Linked DNA regions of Anas platyrhynchos: region 1 is linked to region 2. The links are chromatin contacts, called in public Hi-C maps. All regions are on one chromosome and are shown on one strand. The core of a region is the stretch at or near the end of the contact, and the rest is flanking DNA. Distances in the headings are between cores, read along the strand shown.

Evidence for each region. A called contact is a pair of places that touch in the nucleus more often than the background predicts.
Region 1: a contact with region 2 is called in a Hi-C map of subcutaneous adipose tissue, with 1.8 times the contacts expected there. The contact joins two enhancer-like sites. A contact is called at or near these places in 2 of 8 Hi-C or Micro-C datasets (liver and subcutaneous adipose tissue).

The regions. Positions count from the first base shown.
Region 1 is chr5:66,528,531-66,534,204 of IASCAAS_PekinDuck_T2T, reverse strand. BMAL1 (basic helix-loop-helix ARNT like 1) reads right to left here. Exons shown (of 20, transcript XM_072039451.1): 17 at 4,625-4,733; 18 at 3,709-3,802; 19 at 1,982-2,084; 20 at 791-1,483. The coding sequence ends at 1,323. BTBD10 (BTB domain containing 10) reads left to right here. Exons shown (of 9, transcript XM_027462245.3): 9 at 1-448. Among named protein-coding and RNA genes, the nearest start is that of BTBD10, 32 kb to the left of the region's middle. Within about 2 kb of position 3,379, at least 1 of the 8 cell types and tissues checked has an H3K27ac peak or open chromatin away from gene starts, as enhancers often do. A contact at or near this core is called in subcutaneous adipose tissue, where this site is marked.
Region 2 is chr5:66,354,812-66,359,977 of IASCAAS_PekinDuck_T2T, reverse strand. No RefSeq gene overlaps it. Among named protein-coding and RNA genes, the nearest start is that of RASSF10, 15 kb to the left of the region's middle. Within about 2 kb of position 3,382, at least 4 of the 8 cell types and tissues checked have an H3K27ac peak or open chromatin away from gene starts, as enhancers often do. A contact at or near this core is called in subcutaneous adipose tissue, where this site is marked.

The sequences.
Region 1 (5,674 bases), core at 2,130-4,629, 170 kb before region 2:
AGCACTTTACAAATGGTTGATAAATGGAATTTCAAGCCATTTTTATAAAAGTATTGCACAATACTAACAAAGTGCTTCTATCAAAAGTATTAATTGTAAATAGTTTTGCTCTGAATAGGTTGACCCTTTTAAAGTTATTGTATATGGCTGAGCACAAAACTACTTACCATTGGGTTTTTGGATTGAGGACATGATTCAATTACCCATGTAACATCTTGTTCTTCAGTGAATTTTTTTCACTTATTTGCAGTGTGAGCCATGTTCAAAAGCTGTGAACGAGGGATAGGGGCTTTATCTTAAATTTTGCCTTACCTTAATATGTTCACAAATATTTATTTACTAAATTTTTCGTAAGTGTCATGAAATAGGAAAATGCAAATGGTTCATTCTTCATTTATTGATGATTGTAAACAAGTTTTTCATGCAAATAAAATTTCCATTATTTTAATGGGTTTGAATTATCTGTGAATGAGATTATGTATACAGATGAGTTTTGAAAGTGCTTTTTTTCCCTCAGGGTGGTTGGAGATCACTTAATATTAACCACCTTAGTGAAAAACAGGTATTACCTAAAATTAAAAAGAAATCTGTTGCACTATCAGACTGTCTTAATTCACCTTATTCTTTTAAGTTTTTCTCTTGGTTGAAATAGTAATTGACAAGTAATAGCTTCTCTGTAAAATTTATCATAGTGACAAATGCTGTAAGTGCATGTAAGGCATTGTTTTTCTTACCTTTTTCCTCCAAAGCTAAAGAATTGATAAATAGGCAACTGCTGCTAGCATCCATCTTCAGCAGGGTTCTATCAAATTTATTTATCAAAGTAAATGCTCCATCTTAGAACAAGGGAAACATTTATTTTAAAAATATTGAACTGTCTAATACGTTACACTTCAACAATATTTATAGTAAAGGATTCTTACAAGAAAGAATAAACAGCTTTATGGTACAATTAGTATAAGAAATATCCACATGGGGACTGTTTTGCAGTGTAAAAACACACCATACATCTGAAATGGTCATTTGCATATAAAAGCTACCACTCATCCCAGTGAGTTGCACAGTGATTTAAAAAAAAATCAAACAACATAATCCAAAATATACAGGTATTGCAAGCTATACACAGCTAACCAAATCAACACAACACTGTAGCGGGTTATTCCACTTTGTCTGAAGTTACATGTGGTAGAATGAATTGCATTCTGATATGGCTTTTATGAAATTCATACATAAAAGCTTCTCAATCCAACAAGCTTCACAGACTGTAGAACTCCACCAATAAATGCACTTTGATATTTGGATGTTGAAGCAAGGTGCACCACTTACAAGGGCCATGGCAAATCACTAAAATCCACAGGGCCACCAAGACCTGCATCTGCTTCAAGAAGGCTCATGATTACTGCCATTGCTGCTTCATCATTGCTAGGGCTGCTTGATCCTTGATCGTTGTCAATCATGTCAATGCCTATATGCGAGTTCTCCCCTGTAAATATAAAGGCAGTAAGTTGTCAAAAGTTGTTTTTTTGTGTGCACTTGCTATAGTCACTTGCCATATGACTTGAAGTACGATACCTGACCAGGCTCAACTATGTGGGGAGTATTAACATGTTTGATAAGCAGAGTTTCAGGGATACAACTGACACCCGCATGCCAGAGCACTTCTCAGGTCCGTGAGCCTTCCTTCTCATCTCTAGTTATGTAAAAGTGCTCACAAAAAGCAGGTCAGGCATTCAGCTAATTCATACCAGGTCAGCAAGAAAAGAAAGGTATCCAACTGCTGCTTCAAAAATGATAATACAAAGTAAGCTAGCAAAGCACAGTGCCAGGATACTCCTTGTAGCTACCCCCTTAAGGTGAACAAAGTGGTAGGGTATATACCGCAGCTGGTAAAAAACAGGCCATCTCTAACAGCCATCATGTTGTTACAGTTGTCTGTGTAGTTAGCTGATACTTGGGTGCATTTGTGTATGACTTCACTTACCAAGAATAGAGGAGTTGTCAGAATATGGGTAACCAGAGCTGTCTTGGATTTGCCCAGATAGTAACCCGGCTGAAGAAATGTCTGGAGTGCCACCATTCAGGATCTGAGAAAACAGAAACCATAAAACAGCATGAAATGTTGCATTAAGTCCCAACTGTTTTAGATTAGGATTTTTAATATCGGAAGGATGGATTTCCTGAAAGAAAAAAGAAAACAACTAGCACCTAAAGGCTAATCAGACTAATTGTAAACTAGGAACTACCTTCCTCTGTCTTGTCTACAAACTTATCAGACAGTAGATCTGTTTCTTTCTGGTGGGGGGAAGTCAGCACTACATGCTAAACTTCTGAAAAATTGCCAGAAAAAGTCCTGAAAGGATTTCTGGGCATTATCATTGTAAATATTCCATCTACAAGTAAGAGTAATCACAGCTAACTACAGAATGTTTTTGAATTTACAAATACAGTGCATGTAAAGTATTGCCAATTAAGATTCTCAGTTTTAAGAGTACAAACCTCCTAGGTAGAGGGAGACTGCATGAGCTGAATATTGCTCCCAGATTTTAAGTCTTAATTTTTTTTGGTACAGAGCAGCACAGCACTACCGCGTACACCAGAGCTCACACCAGGCGGAAATGCCTTCTCTGGGCTTTTTAAATAAATAGTAAAGGAATACTTGAACTGTAGTTTTGAACTGCCTGGATAGGCACATACTAGAAAGGGTGTAGTTTTGAGCTTCCTTCTGAGGGCAGAATCATCTGGAATGTGTGTTCTTTATAGCAAACTAAGTATTGTAAGGCAAAATATTGAGGGAGTATGCTATAAGAAATACCATATATCTACGTGTATTTTCCATTATTCCATTACGTTGCAGTAGCCTGCTATACGTGATGGTGACTTATTCTTGGGCAGAAGGAGCATGAATGATTGTTCCTAGAACTACAACTCAGTTTGTTCCAACTTCAAGTTTTATTTTCAAGTACAAGGCCAGAAATGGAAATATTTAGTGTTGATTATATGCTCCAGTCAAGCAATTCTTATGTATAGTCATCACAATTTCTGGGAAAAAAAAAGTTAAATCTGAAGCAGTGTGTGAATGCACAGAATAAAGCTTTTGATAAGTGCTCTTCCAGCTTTGAATATGGCATCTATAAGTAGCAATTTACTAGATGACTTAAATGCAGACAGTACAAGTGCTTTGGAGGTTAAGTGTTAGCAATGGTATTTGAACGCTACTTAAGTGATCTTAGAAGGCGGCACGATACATAGAATTGATTTAAAAATAAAATGTCAGTACACAGTGAAGTATCTAATTGTCATATTTTGTGCTACAGCAGTACAGTATAACTTGAAATTCATTTGAGCATCATCAGTGCTCAAATGATAGCAATTCCAGTGTTCACCGGTATGTGGTGTGAAAGAGTGGAGGATCAAGAGACATGAAGAAAGCTGTTTCCCTACAGCTGTGTTGTTCTTTTTGTTCGTTTGGTTTTTGTTTGTTTTTTTAAAAAGTAAAGAGCATGTGGATTTCCAAAGCTGTCAGTGCTTAAGAACTGTTGGTCTCTGCACTTTACAGACTACTGTAACAGGATTTTCCTCCCACCCTCTCCAAGAATACTTTGACCTGCTGTCAAACTTTTCAGCCAAGCAGTTAAAAGTTCAACACCGTAATTCTATAACACGATTTGTGTGTCACTACTGCTACAAGACTGTACAGATTGTTCTTACCTTCTTGTTTCCTGGGGAGGATGTATCAGGTGGTGGTGTGCTGGTAATGTTCAGTGGACTTGAACCACAGCTAGACGGTGATGATCCTCTTATCCTATTGTATGGGTAACACGGAATGAATCTACCAGGGGCTTTGAGACTTAGGTTCCAGAGACTCAGAGTTTCAAACGCCAATCTTAATATCAGGCATACAGTGTTTAAAAGCATGCACTTCATTTTTAGTTTCCTCAATTTTCAACATTATTCAAATCAGCAGCAGTAAATTTTTATTTGCAGCTAGATAAAGCCTGTGGATAAGTGGCCCAGCTTGCGCAGTCTACAAACTTAAGCTGTTTCTCATGCTACCTTCCTTCTCCCTTACTTGTTCCTGTACAGCCTTCACAGAGATGGAACAAGAGAAAGGTGTTGGATACTGAGGAAAACCTAATTTTTGTGTGTTACACTTCAGTTTCTATCAGTTAAGAACGTGAGCTCAGTTCCACTGCCCTAGACTCGTTAAATGGGCTACTGCTACAGAAGTATGCTGGACATATGAAATAGTTAATATATGTATATATATTTTTATTAATAAATAATGTATTCATTATAGAACTGACAAATTCCCAGACTAAATGAAGGTGGGATAATTACAAAGAAAAGCAATTAGACTTGGGAATTTTATCCTTGGCAGAGTTCCCCTGGGAAAGCTGAACAGAATGCAGCTTTGAAAATAGTTAACAGCTGCCAAAGGACTAGAAATAACCAGGTGTCTTGAAATAAAATGAAAACAGCCTCAGATATTCTGTATAGGTAGCTGTAGATGTCTACTTATACAATGCAATTGTATCATTATGTATTTAGTTTGAAGAAAAACCTCCTTACTTCCTTTTAAAGAACACTGCTGATTTTCTTCTTTCTTCATACCATTTTCTCTCACCTGTGAATCTCCATGATCTCTTCAGCAATCATCCTCCCTATTTTTCCTGCCCCAGCTCTTGTTCCACCTGGAATGCCAGGGACAGTAGGATGGGTCCTTTTTGGGCCACCTGAAACAAGTAGGTTTCTGAAGTGAGATAAAAGTTTGCACCTGTATTCCAAATAGCATTGGTATTTAGGCATGCAAAGGTCCCACAGCTTGTCAGAACTACCTAAGCTTTATTTACTTTCAATTCCAATAACTGTTGAGTATCCTTAAATATATGGAAAGCTCTGACTTTGAGCTATGCTGTCTATCTTAGACATCTAGGTACACCTATTCTGGTACACCTATACAAATCTGGCTGTTTCAAGCACCTGGTAGTACCTCTAGTCCAGACATAGTAAAGAATAGCTCATCACAGCTGTTTTATTCTGTAGTTGAATAGGCTCATCTCCAGCCATGTTTATTTTTTGCTTTGTGTTAAGAACTTGCCACCACAGACAATACAGAATAGATCTGAGTCACCTGATGAACATAAATTAAACCACTGCAGGTAACTGCAAGTATCTAAGAAGGGGGGAAAAAGTGAGGTCTGAACAGTTAGAAGTTCATTGTTTCTTTACGCTTGCACAATACTTAAGAGGTAGATAGGAAGGAGCCTGATCTATTCCAAGGCATAGTAAAGGAAAGATGCCATTCTGAAAGGGGAAGAAAGCCACATAGTATTGTTTATGCATAACAGATAATTGTCATCTTTTAGAAATTTATACTTAACAACAGCAACCTTCAGTATCTTTTTAAAGCTCTGACCCATCAGGAGGCAAGAAGGTTCACCTAAAAGCTCATCAAATCCTTAGCAGAACCAGAACCACTTGAAATTAAACTTTACTCAATCAACTTTATTTTTCTGGGGACAAGAACTGTCAGTATAACAATACTCTATGTCTGGTTTCATCTCAAAGTCAGTATTGTGGCAAGAATTAATTTTAGAATGGTTTATTTTATATTTTTTCCATTCTCGAAAGGCCTGTACACTGTATTACTGCCATAATTCCAAATTTGATAACT
Region 2 (5,166 bases), core at 2,133-4,632:
GCTAGCTGTGACAAGCTGCTGAGGACCAGCAGATGATGAGGCAGTAACTCCTGCAACTCTTCCTTTGGGATTTGTTACCATTTGGTGGCCTATTTCCATGATACTGTAGCATCTTCCATAGATGATGCACTGCAGTTGTCCAGCAGGCAGCCAGGTGTGGCTGGCTGTGTTTGAACCCTGAGTTTGTTTGATGAGCAGAGAGTGACGTGAGCAGGATGCAGGATGAATACAGATGTTTAATGGAACTGACTTCCTGCCTAACTAACCTGATTTCTCCTGCCTAACTAACCTGATTTCCTTTTATGATAAGATCACCCGTATGGTGGACCAAGGGAAACCAGCTGATGTGATTTTTTTGGACTTCAGCAAGGCTTTTGACACGGTTTCCCATAGGATCCTACTGGACAAAATGTCCACCATACAGCTAAATAAAAACATCATACGATGGGTGAGCAATTGGCTAACGGGCAGGGCCCAAAGGGTTATGGTAAATGGGGCTGCGTCAGGCTGGCGGGTGGTCACCAGTGGGGTCCCTCAAGGCTCCATTTTAGGGCCGGTACTTTTCAATATTTTTATAAACGATCTGGATGTAGGAATAGAAGGTATTTTGAGCAAGTTTGCTGATGATACCAAACTTGGAGGAGTTGTGGACTCGAATGAGGGTGGAAAGGCCTTGCAGAGGGATCTGGATAGGTTGGAGAAATGGGCGATCACCAACCGCATGAAGTTCAATAAGAGCAAGTGCCGGGTCCTGCACCTGGGACGGGGAAACCCTGGCTGCACGTACAGACTGGGCGATGAGATGCTGGAGAGCAGCCTAGAAGAGAGGGATCTGGGGGTTGTGGTAGACAGCAAGTTGAATATGAGCCAGCAGTGTGCCCTGGCAGCCAGGAGGGCCAACCGTCCTGGGGTACATCAAGCACGGCATCGCTAGTAGGTCAAGGGAGGTGATTGTCCCGCTCTACTCTGCACTGGTGCGGCCTCACCTCGAGTACTGTGTGCAGTTCTGGGCACCACAGTATAAAAAGGACATGAAACTGTTGGAGAGTGTCCAGAGGAGGGCTACGAAGATGGTGAAAGGCCTGGAAGGGAAGACGTACGAGGAACGGCTGAGGGCACTGGGCCTGTTCAGCCTGGAGAAGAGGAGGCTGAGGGGAGACCTCATCGCAGTCTACAACTTCCTCGTAAGGGGGTGTCGAGAGGCAGGAGACCTTTTCTCCATTAACACCAGCGACAGGACCCGCGGGAACGGGGTTAAGCTGAGGCAGGGGAAATTTAGGCTTGACATCAGGAGGGGGTTCTTCACAGAGAGGGTGGTTGCACACTGGAACAGGCTCCCCAGGGAAGTGGTCACTGCACCGAGTCTGTCTGAATTTAAGAAGAGATTGGACTGTGCACTTAGTCACATGGTCTGAACTTTTGGGTAGACCTGTGCGGTGTCAAGAGTTGGACTTGATGATCCTTAAGGGTCCCTTCCCTTAGGATATTCCCTCAGGATATTCTATGATTCTATGATTCTATGAATTATCAGTAGCATTACTTGGCTTCTTCCTCTCTTTTCCTTTCCAATCAGTACAGTAGAAAATTCTTTTGAAGGGAGATTGTTTTACAAAATGCTGAGTTCAGTGTTCCAGAGCCTCTGGCACTCAGTAAGAGACTTGCAAGCTTTTAATCTATCTTTTCTTTTAATCTATCTCCTGTGTTCCTATATTAAAGGAAATGTTTTCAAAGTGATTTGAGCAAGTTACTTGTGTGAAACCTGTTAACAAATAATAGGATATATGCGTATAACAGTTATTTTTCTTTCAAAGTTTGCCTTGGGAGCAGAAAAGGTTTCTCCTTGCTAAAGATATATATATATTGTTCTTTAAAAAGGGAAAAGAAAGAATGAAGAAGAAAGGCTCTTGTATGTGCCTCCTTTAAGGTACCTGTAGAGTGCAATAAGGTCGCCCCTGAGCCTCCTTTTCTCCAGGCTGAACAATCCCAGCTCCTTCAGCTGCTCCTTGTAAGACTTGTTCTCCAGGCCCCTCACCAGCTTTGTTGCCCTTCTCTGGACTTGCTCGAGCACCTCCATGTCCTTCTTGAATATCTACTGCAAATGGACAAAATTCCAGGTATTACAAATCGTAAAACAAACTGCTACTTTTTTAAAAGATTCTAGCAGTGATACTTTGGCTCAGGGATGGCTTACCAGCTCTCCTTCCTTTCCCTTCCTCATCCAAACAGGTGTTGAAAACTATAGTGGATAGAGTAAATATCTTGTTCCTGCCACGTTGGCTAGTAATACTGGGTTTTCAAGCACAACAGAATAGGCCTTTTTTTTTTCTTTCTTTCTTTTTGGATTTCTATTTTTGTCATCAACTCAGTGCCGTCTGCTGTTGGTATGAACACCCATCATGTGTGCCTTGTTTTTGAAAGTATCTTAGGTGTGAGGATAGCATGGTGCTTCTGTACACTTTAAAACAATATACTTGCATCCCTCTGCTTTTAAAGTAGAGGAGGTAAATGGAAGAAATGTGTGTCATGCTTGGAGCAAGAATGGAATACCTTCTTTTGTGATGACTCTGCTGCTTTGCTCTCCAAAGTCTCAAGTCAGTGTCTGTTGAGCTGATATTTGTTGCAAACCAAATAATTCCAGGCTGGTATCTGAAACCCTGGTCTTCTGTGCTCATTTGGTGTGTTTTTAGGGATGAAGTGCCTGAGAACTTTCCAGGTAGTCCTAGCTTTGAGATAAGACTTTACTCATACTCAGTACTTCCCAGAACCTCATTTGCTCTGTGCAGTATAAATTTGCAGGACCACAGTCAATCTTAAAGCACTGTAAAGTTTGATTCCCTTTTAGTTTCCTTAAGCTAGTGGAAACCTATCTTGAGATACAACAGCAGGGAGCAATCGTAATCAAGTGTTTGCTATTTAGCCTTACTTTTCTGTTCTGAGAAACTCCCTCTGCTTCCCTTATCTGCCTGTACTTAGCAGCATGCTCCACTTTGGGCTTGTCTCACAATACAGCAGGGGGAACTGAAGTCAGAAATCTGGCTGTAACACGAGCAATGTGATGGGGCTTAGAAGAGTTGCATGTGGAAGAGCCAGGCAGTAAACAGTTTGCTATCTGTTCAGCCACGCTGTGACCCCGTTTCCGTGATTTTGGTAAGAGAAAAGTGAAGAGCCCACAAAGGAGAAAAAAAAAAAAAGGGGGTGGGTGAGGAGGAGAAAAAGAGATTGCTAATAGCATTGCTACTTCTTGGGAGTTCAAACTACAGTCTTTTGCTGAGCAGTGTGTATGCACTGTTATTTAACTGCTTTTGCTTGACCTATTTGACCTGTTTGCATTTGCCCTAGCCTATGTCTAATGATAGTGTGTGGCAATGCAGACACCAGTCCTCCCTCCTGTACTGAAGAGCCCCCTGCTGCTTTCCTTGTTTCACAGACTCTATTACTGCCCTGTTCTGTGCAGAAGTAATCTGTGAGTCTTTTGGTGTTCCCTCTAATGTGGACTACTGCTTGGGCCAAGATTCAGGTGCAGAGTGAAGTACTGGGATCTCCTTTGACTTCCCAACAGAGCTACAGGGAGCAGGGGGAAAGATTTCCCCCTTCCTTCCTTGCCCTGTTTGACCTGGCACTTTCTTCCCACACTACTGTGCTCTGCACAGAGCTCCTCCTCTTCAGCACACCAACACTCCTGCTGAGCTTCTCTTGATATCTTTCTTGTCGGCTTATTATGGGTTAAAACCAGTCAGTGCTCTATCCCCGCGCTCCCGCGGAGCTCTGAGGGAGCTGCCCTCCCTGCAGACGCGCTTTCCTCCGCCGCTTCCCCTCGCGTCGCGCCCCTCCCGTCCGGTCTCTGCCGCCCCCTGGTGGCGCGCGATGCCGACCATTACGGACGGCCGTTGGCGCGGGCGCCGCGCCGCGCTCTCCTCAGGGTTTGTCCCGGGTGTTCTCGCAGGCAACGAGGCGCAGGTGGCTTTCTTGGCACCCCGCAGACAGGCACGGCAAGCACGGGCTGTTCCGCAACCAGCGGAATAAAACGCTTCCTGACGTGACGTTCTTCCCCCCGCGAACTTTTCCGCTTGCCCGAGTCTGCTTGGGACGCTGGGTCCTCGGCTCGGTTTTCAGCGCCAGAGGAAAGCACAAAGTCAGCTGCTGGGCTTGGGAGGGGCGACCCCGCCGTGTGCCGCGGGGTGGCGGCCGAGCTCGGGGAGCCGGTTAGCAGGCTCCTCATCCCGGCGTGCCAGGGTCCAGACCCTCCGGAGAGCACTGCGGTAGGGGGAGGCTCCGCTCTGTCCTTCAGGGGGTCTCTGCTGGAAAGCACAACCCGCAGCATCTCCCCTCTGCAGGTGGTAGTTGTGTAAGCTAACAATTAACTGAGAAGGCGCAGTCTGCAGTCTGTTTTGATCTGAGCTCAAAGAGGTAAATGTTGAGAACTGCGTTTCAAGAAGTAACATTAAAAGTGCACTAGAAATAATTAGTGAAAACCTCCCGAGCAGAAGAGCTGTAAGGTTGTCTTGCATCCATGTCATGAATACTCCCCAGGTGAAATTCACATATGCAGCATCCAAACACCACTGAAATCTCATTTAAAATGATCATTGAAGACTTAAATAAGACTTGAATAGCACCTTGCCTCCAAGCCTATGCTCCAGAAAAGGGAGAACTTCTTCAACAAGACATAGATAATTTATTTCAGTAGGAATTATAACTAGCTTTTGCTGGTAATAATAGTGTTCTTACAACATTTTGAATCCCATTATAGAGCAAAAGTCTTGTCATGCAAGATAAACTACTAGGTCCATGCAGCATTAGGTGTGATATTTTAATCACAGAAAGATCAAAGTAGGTGCTGCAAAACATGAGCCCAGCCCTGCCAGATCTCAGCACTGAGGTCTTCCCACACACAGCAAATCAGCCACAGGTTCTCACAGCACCACAACACACCACACGCTGGCAGTAGATAGACTTGCATAAATTTTACTGGTAATGAAATGAAATTAAATGGAATGTAAAAAGAGGAAAAATAATTAAGTGTGGTAAATATGATTGCAAGGAAGAATTCATTTGTGAAAGTACTAAGAAGTGAATCTAATTCATTTCTCATTCACAATAATTTACCTTGTGTTTTGCTACGAAGATAAGTTCAGTTGCAGACTGATGGTAAACTGATTCTCATTT